Regions from separate parts of the Zea mays genome. Here region 1 is linked to region 2. A link is a contact called in public Hi-C data. All regions are on one chromosome and are shown on one strand. Each heading gives the region's core, a stretch centred on a gene start, on an enhancer-like site or on the middle of the called end of the contact. The rest is flanking DNA. Distances are from core to core; before and after follow the strand shown. Region 1 holds the start of LOC100275303 (zinc finger CCCH domain-containing protein 15 homolog). Region 2 overlaps LOC103635831 (5-pentadecatrienyl resorcinol O-methyltransferase).

Region 1 (5,554 bases), core at 807-3,306, 330 kb after region 2:
AAAGTCCAAGACTTCCTCTCCCTCCTAATTCCTACTACCATACCCAAAACCTCCATGAACCGCCTTGAAACCTGCATTTGTTGTACCTACATGCCCATTGAGATCTCCTATGAAAAGCTTCTCGCTAATAGGTATAGCTCTAATCATGTTATCTAAGTCTTCACAAAAAGGCCCTTAGCACTTTCATCTTGGCCTACTTAGGGGGCATACGTGCTAATTACGTTCAAGACTAAATCATCCACGACAAGCTTCACTAAGATAATCTTTCTCCTTGTCTTCTCACATCCACCACACACTAGGCTCTTATCAATCAAAACTCTTACTACATTTCTATTTGCAGCCGTCCCTATGTATCAAAGCTTGAAGCCAGTATTGTTCACCTCCTTCGCCTTTTGACCCTTTCATTTAGTCTCTTGAATGCATAAGATATTTTACACGCCTCCTAGTCGATGTCTCAACTAACTCTCTTAACTTACCTGTAAATGATGCTACATTCCAACTACCTAAATGGATCTCAGTTAGTCCGACTAGCTTCCTTACCCTTCGCACCTGTTGGTGATGTAAAGACCCTTGCACATTTTTACTACACTCGGGCGCCGATGTAGCGACGTAGCACACAACTAAGGAAGCAGCGACTCGATCCTTATATAACATCGTGCCCAAATCACAACACGACGCGTCACCAAAGGGATGTTGAATCAACCCTTGCCCATTTAACACCATGCTCGGGTTCTGATATGGAGCGTCACTAAGAGAGTTACATAGAGACATGTCATGGCTCAAGCAGTGAACTGCCAGATGACAACATAACCTCAGGGTATGACAATAACAAAATTCTCCCTACACTTAGCATGGACATCAATAGCCAGAGCCAGAAAAGACCATAAGGACTGTGTACAGGAATATACAGTGTTTGAAAAATGTATGCTTCCAGTATAGATTGAAATATAGTGCACAAATTTGGCAAGCCTATTTGGTACTTGAGCAATAAGAATGGTGGTAATTGGAAGCCTGCGTCCATGCAGCCGGGCTCACGCGAGCATGGCCCAGCACATACGCCGCTTTCACGCGTATCCCCAGGTGCAGGTTAAAGACTTCCGCAAATACATAATCTGCACCGATGCATGCGTGCTCAACCATCTCCATGCGGGCAACTGGATACATTTAGAGGCCCAGTCAACGCATGTAGTGAGCCAGGCTACCACGGGACGCACAACCAAACAGAAACAGGCAAACACACGCAATGTGAATTGTGAAGATGAAGATAAGAATGAAACAATAATAGCTCCTCATTCTTGGTAAGGTTACAATAAAACAGTAACACTGCCTCCCTTAAAGATGACCACACAGTTTAGAATATCAATATATAATCAAAACAAGAATGAATAAATTAAACAGAAACTGTAATTATTCAATAACTGAAAAAACAACCAGCTTAAACTGGGATGGCTATTTAGACACTTGTGTTCGTTTGTTACGAATATGATATATGTTTCCCGTTTCAATTAACAGTTCCCCATCTATCTGTATTTGTATGCATATCTGGTAAGAAACAGAAGTACGAACTATTCTGTGTATCACAAGATTTCACGATTATTTAGGCAACCTAAACGGATAAATGAAATGGAATGTATTCTCGTGCTTCTATAACGATGAATTGTCAGAGTAAATCCGCTGGCGTCGTAAACGTGTCGCATATTTGCCACGCGAATGAAGCTTAATCCAGCAAATCAAAATCACATCTACTTGTTCAGCTTAGTAAACGGGAAATCCCTAGAGATACAAATCTAATCCAGCTACTGGCCCGACGGACAGGAAACTAGATCGAACCCTAAATTGATGGTAAAAGAAGTAGGCGAAGCTTTATTGGGGGTAAGGGAGGAAGGAAAGACCTTGCGCTGCTTCCAGGAGAGGAATTGTGCTGCAGATATTGGCTGCGCCCTTGCCGTGGTTGCGGGCTCGCCGGTGGCGGGCAGCGGCGGGGGAGTACCCTCTGCTTCCTCCGCTCCCATCGCGAGAATATGCGAATCTCTGGGGAAAGGGAAAACGGCTGGATTACCGAGAAAAAAAAACTACGAAACGGATCAGGCCCTAATCAAACCGGAAAGCCCTGTTGTTGAGGGCGCCTTTGTTGAGTTCCTACCAAAACGTATTTTGGGCTTACGAGGCACCTTTTGGGAGAGGCCCGCTACCTAATTCTTTGAACTCTGCTCATTGATTCTTTGATGAAGTGATTCTATTCCTAAGAGAAAGCACGGTTAGAAGGTGATGAGAATTCCATCATAATACGGAGCTTGGTGAAGCACATTTTTTAGCTCCCAGCATGAATGAAGAAATAATTCTCGTATGATCCCTACTTAATACGGACTTTTGGCAGAGCTCCGCTACATAATTATCTAGCTTCGAGTGTTGATTCTTTAATATAATAATTTTGAATAATTCTCTAGCAGAAGTGAATCCATCTGATAAAATTTGTTTGGCAAATAATTTGTAAAGTGAGTGGGGAGCAAGTTATGAGTGACGAGAAGCTAGTTTTTTTACTCTCACTTTCTAGTACAAAAGGAGACTGCATTCACTCTGCCTCCGATAGTAGTTCCGTTTTTTGTCGTTTGGCTGTGCGGAACTCGAAAGTGATTTGATTTTCGCTGAAAGTGGAGCTATGTGAGCTCCGCCAAACGTCCTCTTAGAGCTTTTTTGGTTAGGGATAGATTGAAGGTAATTGGAGATATTTAATCCTCGCCTCAGATTCGAATGGAACCGAACAAGGTTTAGCTGTTTGGCTTGGGAACAAGGTTTAGTTGTTTGGCTTGGGAACTTTGCCAAATGGCCCATGAGCCTCCATACTCACATGAACGTTTTAAATCTAATATAGTGGTGAACATTTTAATAAAGTCAGTATTTTTTCGTCTCTGGTAGAATCCCTACTACTACGAAGAACGCAAGAGGTAGGCTGCCACCTTTGGTTCTGTCTCCCATGAATGTACACCGTTATTGCCCACGCCATCCTGTCGCCCCCCTCCCCCGATATTGCGTCGTCCCTCCCCACGCGCGGTGTAACTGACCTCGCTCCAATCGCTCGCCTACGACCATCGTGCCACACCTCTCCACCATCGACGACGACCCTCACCATGTGCGGTCACCTTCCTCACACGCATCTCCCGCCCGTGCCACCACTCCTACTGTAGGAAACGGTGACGTCTAAAAGGTGGTGAATTAGAACTTCTAAAAACTATTCTCTAAACTAGGCCACAATTAAATCCATAGAGTAAAACATATGCAAATTAACAATTTAGAATGTGCAAACTAGGTTTTTTTGTAAGTATCGCTATCTAGTCTAAGTTTTAATCCTAAATATTTGTCGGCGTTTTGGACCCGCGAGGACCCTCAACCGACTAGTGAATTTGTCGTTGCGTGCCCCTGCCCAGATGGGTTGATGCAAGATGAAACACAAGAGGGCGGATGAGGCTTATATTATCTTGCACCGGGGTGCTCGTAGTAGGGGTTACAAGCGTCGCGAGAGAGAGAGAGGGTCTGGCCCTGAGGTGAGCTGTCTGAGTTAGCCTCCTCCGCGTTTCTCCCACTCTGTCTGCCTCTGCTCGCCTTGCTCCTGCTCCCACCTCCCTTCAGGAAGGCCCTGGATATCCCCTTTTATAGATACAAGGAGATGGTCCAGATGTACAATGGGGGTGTAGCTATGCGCTAACGTGGCCGGTGGAGAAGTGCTTGAGCCCTGTGTACGTGCTAACGTGGCCGTCGGAGAAGTGCTCCACCCTGTAGAAGCGCAACTGGCGGTGCGGCATGGATCCTGCTGACGTTTCCTTGCTTCCGTAGGGAGCTGAGAACCATCGACGTCATGGACGCATGCGGGGAACCATCATTACCTGCTATCGGAGTAGTTTGATGTGACTTTGGTCTTGTTCCTTCGTAGCAAGGAGTGGCTAGCTAGCAGTAGGGTAATGATGTATCCCCTGTAGTGTAGTTGATTCCGAGGCCAAGGTTGGGCGAGGTGGTGACTTCTCCCGAGGCTGAGGTCGGGCGAGGATGTGACTCCTCCTGAGGCCGAGACTGAGGTCGGGCGAGACGGGGACCTTCCCCCGAGGCCGAGGCTGAGGCCGAGGCCTGGGGTCGGGCGAGGCGGAGACCTTCCCCGAGGCCGAGGCTGGGGCCAAGGCCTGGGGCCGGGCGAGGCGGAGCTCCCTGTTGCGCCCGAGGCTGAACTCGGGGGAGGTCGTGACTCACTTTTACCCTGGTGGTTGGCACAGTAGTCGGAACGGGGTGAATAGCGTTGTTTTCCTGTCAGAACGATCAGTAAAGGGGCAAAGTGACTGCGGTCACTTCGACCTTGCCGACTGAGCCGTGTGTGTCAGGATAAGGTGTCAGGCGATCCCCGCATTAAATGTGCATGCAATACGGTCGGTTGGTAAGGCGATTTGGCCGAGATCGCTGTACGATAAAGCTTGCCCGAGATGGGCTTCGGGCGAGCCGAGGGTGCGCCCACTGCCTGAGGATGCCCTCGGGCGAGGCGTGAATCCGTCTGGGACTACTGTTCTTGCCCGAGGCTGGGCTCGGATGAGATCGCGTCCCTTGGTATACGAGGCCTTGACTTGAACCGTGCCTATCAGTCTTTACGGTTTGTTCTGAAGATGTTTTCTAGCCATGTTAAGGAGTATTGGGGGTACCCCTAATTACGGTACCCGACAGTAGCCCCCGAGGCCTTGGAGGAGTGATTTGACTCCTCTGAGGTCTTAATTCTTTCTGTGATGCCTCGGTCGGCCTTGTTGTTCCCTCATGCGGCCTGGCCGTGGCCCGGGTGCACGGTCAGGCTCTGAGTTTTTAAGTTGGTTTGTTGACGTGGTCAACAGTTTGGCCGTAGCCTGGTGCGAGAGCAGCCCCCGAGCCTCTGCACGGAGCGAGAGGACGATCAAGGACCGTCTCGACTTTTATTGTACGCCCCTTCGTCGCCTTTCCGCAAGGAGGAACGGGGGAAAGCGCTATGTTACCCTCGGGGGGCACCGAACACGGTGTTTCCAGTGAGTTGCTAACGGGTGATCTGAGTGGACGCCCGAGCCCCGTTTGATAAGGGTCGGCTAGTGGCCCGGAGGCGCGCTCCAAAAGTACCTGCAGGTGATTTGCTGGACCCGGACCCATTTGATAGGGTCTGAGGGCTCGGTGCCTCTCTCCGGTGGGATTCCATTACAAATCGTTCCCGCTGGTCTCGTAAATGTCCTAGGGTACCTCGGAGCGTAGCCCGAGCCTCGACCATGTAACGGACGTACCCAGGGTCATCCTTGACTCTGCATGCTCTGGGGCTGCTGTCGAACCCTTTCGAGGGGCCAGCCTTCGATCCCCTGATCAGTAAAGGGCTCGGAGCCCAAGTGCTCTGGGGCGGTTGCTGACCCCGCAGGGCGCGACCTTCGAACCCCTGATCAGTAGGAGGGCTCAGGGCCCGTTTCCTTCGCTGAGAAGGAACCTTTTCGAAATATCCCCTTTCCCGATCCCTGTGACAAGAGAGAGAGAGAGAGGAAAAGGAAAAGGATATGAATTTAAATAATGT
Region 2 (6,346 bases), core at 2,681-5,180:
GGCTGGAGACAAGCTTGCAAAAGTAACCCACAAAGCGCACGACCACATCGTCCACCCGTGGAAATGAATTGGCCCGGAAAACGTGCATATTTAAAGTAGGATAAATATTGTATAAGGGCAGGACTATGGGCGCGGACTACAAATCAACGGGCAGAGTGCCTAGGTCCCCACGAACATAATCTCAAGTGAGTCAGAAAAGACAACATGAGAAAAATAAAAACTAATTTTATTCAGCAGCGACATCACAACTCAGTGAGCACTGCACACGACGCCATCTACAAACAACCGGTTCATGACACGGCTGGCCGCCTTATCATAGCCCTCCAGGAGGTCCATCAGTCCCCTCATCTGACAAGGACGAGGGGGGCGATGATGTCCCGAAGAGTGCGGCCCCACCGAAGCTCCCTCGACGAGTAGTGCCACAGCAGCCCCTCGATGTACGTCAAAGTCAACAATATCCCGAACGCAGCACATGACACTGTCTAGGCACTCCATCAAGGACGAATCACAGGCCTTGACGTACTCTGCAACCTAACCCACCTGATGGCGCAACTTCTCTAGCTCAGCTTCCAGAGCAAAAGGAAAGGAAGACATGAAAGGGGTCAAAACGCAAGGGGGATAGAAAGGTTATAATGTAGGAACCTATCAGCCATGCGACAATCGGATTCAGCGAGCTGAGCTCGAATCACTCTAGCCTCAGTCTCACTGGCCTCTTGCACCGAGCGAAAAGGTGTCATGACTCTCCTGGGATTCCCAAGGGAGGGGAAGAGGAGCCAGCGGGCCTGGCCACAACGACTCCATGGAGGGTGATGCCTCTCGGACGATGGAAGCAAGGGCACCCTACAACAAGGAAGGCATGCGCCCGAATCACCGAGAGAGAGATAGTAAAGGGTGATACTCGGACGAGGAAGAGTCTCACCCTAATCCAACGTAGCACGACTCCCTCCCGACTCGTGATCCGCCAATCAACTCGCCATCAAAACCCATTCGAGGTGCGAAATGGAAAGCAAGCAATTATGGGATGTTTACAAGTGGGCGCTCACCCTCACTTATAACGAGAAACATAACGACCGCCTCAGAGGAATCCTAAATTAGGACATACCGTCTCCTGAGGGTGTGAACACTGAGAAGGTTGGGGTGAGCGACGCCCTACCTGGGAAAAGCCCCAAGGGGAGACACTCTCCCCTCGGGGGTTCGAGGGCTACTGTTGGAGAAATGATCCATGGGCCTCCCAGGGCCCACTAGTGAGTAGGAAGGCGTGAGAAAGGTCCACTCCAGATGGACCCGCCTCTGGATAAACCCGAGGCACTGAGCCGAGGGTCGAGCGAGGTGGAGCCGAAAGGGGGGTCGGGTGGATCGAGGGGAAGCCACTCGAGTGGATTTCACACATGATCTGGACTGACCCTTTGTGCCACATTAACTACTCCTGGCGTTGAGCCACAGAGGGTGAGTCGGTCCACTTACCACTCATAACCTATGGACCCCTAGGCATGCGACCCACTCATGATCTATAAAGCCGAAGCCTGAGTGCGCTAGCCACCTCCACGCCCCACAACACGACGAGCGTGCCGAGACCCAGGCTACGACAGCAAGGGGTCGCACGGCATAGAGGCAACAATGATGACTCTGGGACCCTTCACCGCCCACACTACATGTCATAAAAAGTACGACCAGGGAAGCCCAGACGACCAGGGCATGCATGGATAAACACGACCTTACCAGGGTAAGACGTCCTATTTTACCACAGCGCAGTAGCTCCTTCCTTGGGAAGCTACCGATAGCTGACCCCACCTTGGCCTATAAAAGGGAGAGGTCGGCCAGAACACGAGGGAGGCACATATGCAAAGAAGAGATGCACCCGAGACGACAGACACACACACTCGACAAAACCAAAAGACTCGAAGGCTAGAGCCAAGGCGTGAGCTACCATGACATCCAAGGCTTAGCTTAGAACTACTGTCCTTTAGTGTTTAGGTCCACCCACGCACAAGAGACGTGTGAGATCCTCCCTCTCTCGCCCGCTTGTAACCCCTACTACGAGCTTTGAGTAACAAGGTGCCAGTAGCGCAAAACACCGACACTAGGGAACTATCACTCGGAACGATTCCTAGCTGAATTGCGTGACTGATTTATATAAGCTTTGATGAGCTGGAATGATTCTTGGATGAATTGCAGCACAAACGAACAATCCCTAAGGGAAAGTATTATGGTAGTAAACAATCTCGTACAATCGTTACATGGTAGTTCCTCTTAGTCTCTCTTCAGCAATATACCGTAAGTGGACCTAAACTCTAAATTTAGTGTTCATTCCCATACTTTACTCACCCAACAACGACCTCTATTGCATCCTCTAAGATTTGTTGTTCACCTTCTACACGCTAAATGTGGCAACTGTCCTCCGTCCGTACGACAAGCAGTCTATAAATATTTAATAAACATTTCTTTGGCACGTGCCTGTAGATACATATATCTAGTAATATTGTAGATATAGAGAACCAAATTTAGAAGATGTTGCTAGAGATGAAGAAGATATAGAAAAAGAAATCTTTTAGAGTATAATTTAAATAATAGGAATATTAATTTAGAGGATGAAATTTAGCAGACGTTGGTGGAGACCGTCTTGCATTCTACGACGCCCACATCGTGTGTCGTAAGATGTAAAGGCCATTGTTGGTCACTTTCTTTTGATCCCTTTAGGGTACAAAAACAAGGCAACACAGTTAAATTGAGCTTCATCTTCATCCTTTATTTCTTCTTTCTCGGAGAGAAGGTTTATTGAAGGACGAAGAAATGGAAAGTGAATGAGGAAGAAAGTAAAAGATATTAATAATGAACTATGCACAATATAAAAGGTAAACTACACAATCCAACCTCATAAGATGTTATTCTCTCTCCTCTTTTATTATTTAACAAAAGATTACATGTATACCTTCAGCTGCGCGAAGTTACAGAGGAAGATGAGAGAAATACAACTTCGTAGACAGAGCGATCTCCCTCTCTAGCAAAAAAGTGTGAACAATGCATGACACTGTTCCTCTATTTATAGTCGCATGATACAACTTCGGTAAAATTACAATTGTGCCTTCAAGCTTATACATTTGAAATAGCGAATACATAGAGGGTAGTGTTGTCTTTTTCTATAGCTGCCTTGCTGAACATGTGGACTTCTTATGGCCTTGGCTTGCTCACCCATCACGTACACGTGTTATCGAAACGAAGCTTATACCTTAGTCTTTGCATTTGTGTTGGGTTCATCCGAAGGTGTTCTCCGTACCCTTCCTCACTTAGAACATGCTAGAAAGTAACTGTTAGATTAGTGTTTTAAGGGCCTTTGGAAGAGAAAGTTTCCTCACAGCTATGTTGTGTGCATATGGACGAAACCGACGTGTTCTCAAAACTGGTTTGTTCCTTTAGAGCATCTTCAACAATAAACTCTAAAATAGAGTTCTAAAAATTGAAATAGGACCGTATTTAGAGTGTTTAGTGCCACAAAAGAAATTTCTACTCCAACGGTTAGACCTTAAATAATGCTATTTAAAAAATAAATTATGTTATTAGGAAATAAATGGTTGGAGGTTAGGAGAAAACGAGGATATAACTCTAGTATAATCATCGTTTAATGAATATTTATAAAATAGAACTATTGTTGGAGGAGTGTTTTGTGGTTTCGAGCCCTAAAATAGGGCAATATTTAGAAACTATAGTGGAGATGGTCATGTATATACCGTAAAACAATACAAACTCATTCGACTATTTACTCTCATGACTGTTTCTTTCACTGGCAAATAGGAGTAAATTGCAGCAGCCATCTCACGTTGCGATCCGCGCCCCCGATGGGAGACCGCAGACGCCCACGCCAACTCCCTGACCCTGTCCCTGACCCTGACCCTGACCCTGACCGACCGCTGAACACTCACTGCACCATGTGACATGCGTGGACCACGCCTGTCTACCTTTGCCCTTTTTCCTGTGGAGCTGCCATCGGGCCCCACGGTACCACTTCGCCCCCGCGCGCGGGCGAAAGTAAAATCCCACTGGAACTGCAACACCTCGTCCTCCGCGTGCAAGGCTCCAAAGCCGCGGGCCCTCGTCTGGTCACGGACGCGAGCGCTCTGGAGGCACGCGTTGCACGCGACGCGACTGAGCAAATCTAGCAGCCCGGACCCGGACCCCAGATTTGGTTGGCTGAGGCCAACTCCAGCAACGAGGTATATATATGTGGGTATGTATAACACTGTATATACACTGTTTGTAGAGAGAAATCTAAAATAAAAAATGAGATTATGAGTGAAATATGGAATTTGTTGTTCAAGTGGACTGTCATTTTTGTTTGAGGCCAGCTTCCTACCGTACGTGTAGAAAAAAGCGGGAAACTGATGCAAACCGCTAGGTTTTTAGTTTAGCTTCTGGAAAGCCAAAAGCTCAGATAAGAGAAGCAGCCTGGTTTTATAGGTTTTATGTAGCTTCCTGAGTTTAGAAAGCTAAAAACATTATCGAAAAGCTATCTTTTTCTTCTCAGTGTCAAAGGCCTAGCAGCAACTTTTTTAGAAAAGCTAGATCCAAAAGCTGCAACTCAAACACTATTTGCTGCCACGACACAAGAATTCAAAGGCTTCCATCATTCCATGCATGTTGCCCTATTAAGGCCAGGGCGGCGTAGACGCGTAGTAGAGATGTCTACCGGCCCAACGTGCACCACATAGCGTTTTGCATCACGTAGAATGCGCACCACGTACCAATGCAAGAGACCATGCATGTTAACAAAACACAATTGCTCACCTTCTCATATTACAAATTGTCCAAAGGTTCAAGCACATGGTAATAAAAAGGAACAATTCTTAATGTACTACCAGCGCCTTCACAATCCTAGGTTTATTATGAATTAGGCGCCCTTTATTATTCACAAATAAAGCATTCAAGGATAGACCTCGATGATGACCGACACGTCACCAATGACGGGTAGAATTTTGTAGTCTTTGAATCCGGCTTCAGCGAAGATCTTCTTCCACTCTTGCTCGTCACGCTCAACTCCGTTAACGGCCATCATATACAAATCGAACATAACTTGTGTCTCTTGATGCTTTATGTTTGACTGTTTATATCCAACTACCACGTCCAAGATTATTACCTTCCCACCTGCATCCCGTGGAGGTATGGCTTGCTTGCAGTTCTTCAATATCTTGACACACTCATCGTCACCCCAGTCATGTAGAGTTTTCTGTCATAGAGAGATTTCAGTAAATTAATTAATTGAAAGATAATGAAGAAAAGGGTCCTTATTGGTGTTTGGATTCAATGATAATAGCACGCATCACATTTACATCTAAAAGTTTATACAAAAATCTAGACCCCCCTACGTACAAAATATAATCTGAATTCAATTATAGAGTTGTCATTTTATGTTTGGTTAAATTTACTAAAATATATAGCATTGGTATTTTATGATGCTAAATTAGTATCACTAATGTACCATAAAATATATTTTTATACTACACATGTTCCTGTCATAGATATCTTTACTGTAAAATACAATCTCAAGTTGTCCAAGACAAGAGAAAAGGATAGTCAAAATTGAAGTTTGACAAGGATCTCAGAATGCAAATACAACGAGAAATGGAGGAGGGAGCTAGCAGTCAGCAGTGACGACGGATGGTACCTTGAGGAAAACAGCGGTTGCAGGTGGAATACTCTCAAACATATTTCCTGCGACGAAGTGCACGTTGCCATCAGATGGAGCACCGGCGACAACGTGCGGGAGGTCAAGCACGCTGCACTTGACGTGCGCACTACAGGAAACACGTAAATTTTCGTGGGCCAAAAGCCCACGAAAATAAGCCTAAACCGACGAAAATAGACTATTTTCGTCGGCAGACCGACGAAAATAGCCGCCGAAAATAAGTTCGACGAAAATAGGCACCTATTTCCGTCGGTACCGACGAAAAATACCTATTTTCGTCGGCTTTCCCGAGGCCGACGAAAATAATTGGTCGGACTGACTATTTTCGTCGGCCTTGGGAAAGCCGACGAAAATACGCCCAGGCTATTTTCGTCGGCCCGCTGATGGCCGACGAAAATATGTTCCCAGGATATTTTCGTCGGCCACCACCGAGGCCGACGAAAATTGATGGTTCCCCCCCCAAAACAGATTTTTCTGCACCTATTAATAATTCACAGCAAAATACACAATATCACAATTCACATATATACAGATTCACAATCAAAATACATAATTCACAAAACACATTCACATATACATATCACAAAACACATTGACATATACATATCACAAAACACATTCACATATACAAATAGTCCATAGTCCATAGTCCATACATAGTTTCAATAC

What was found. A called contact is a pair of places that touch in the nucleus more often than the background predicts.
Region 1: a Hi-C map of leaf shows a contact between it and region 2, with 4 times the contacts expected there. The contact joins the promoter of LOC100275303 here to the enhancer-like site in region 2. A contact is called at or near these places in 4 of 25 Hi-C or Micro-C datasets (ear, leaf and tassel).

Annotation. Positions count from the first base shown.
Region 1 is chr1:66,703,067-66,708,620 of Zm-B73-REFERENCE-NAM-5.0, forward strand. It overlaps LOC100275303 (zinc finger CCCH domain-containing protein 15 homolog), which reads right to left and starts at 2,057. Exons shown (of 2, transcript NM_001331166.1): 1 at 1,893-2,057. The coding sequence starts at 2,012.
Region 2 is chr1:66,367,156-66,373,501 of Zm-B73-REFERENCE-NAM-5.0, forward strand. It overlaps LOC103635831 (5-pentadecatrienyl resorcinol O-methyltransferase), which reads right to left. Exons shown (of 3, transcript XM_020547138.2): 2 at 5,657-5,773; 3 at 4,916-5,218. The coding sequence ends at 4,916. Among protein-coding and RNA genes, the nearest start is that of LOC103635831, 9.5 kb to the right of the region's middle. Within about 2 kb of position 3,931, at least 17 of the 20 cell types and tissues checked have an H3K27ac peak or open chromatin away from gene starts, as enhancers often do. A contact at or near this core is called in ear, leaf and tassel, where this site is marked.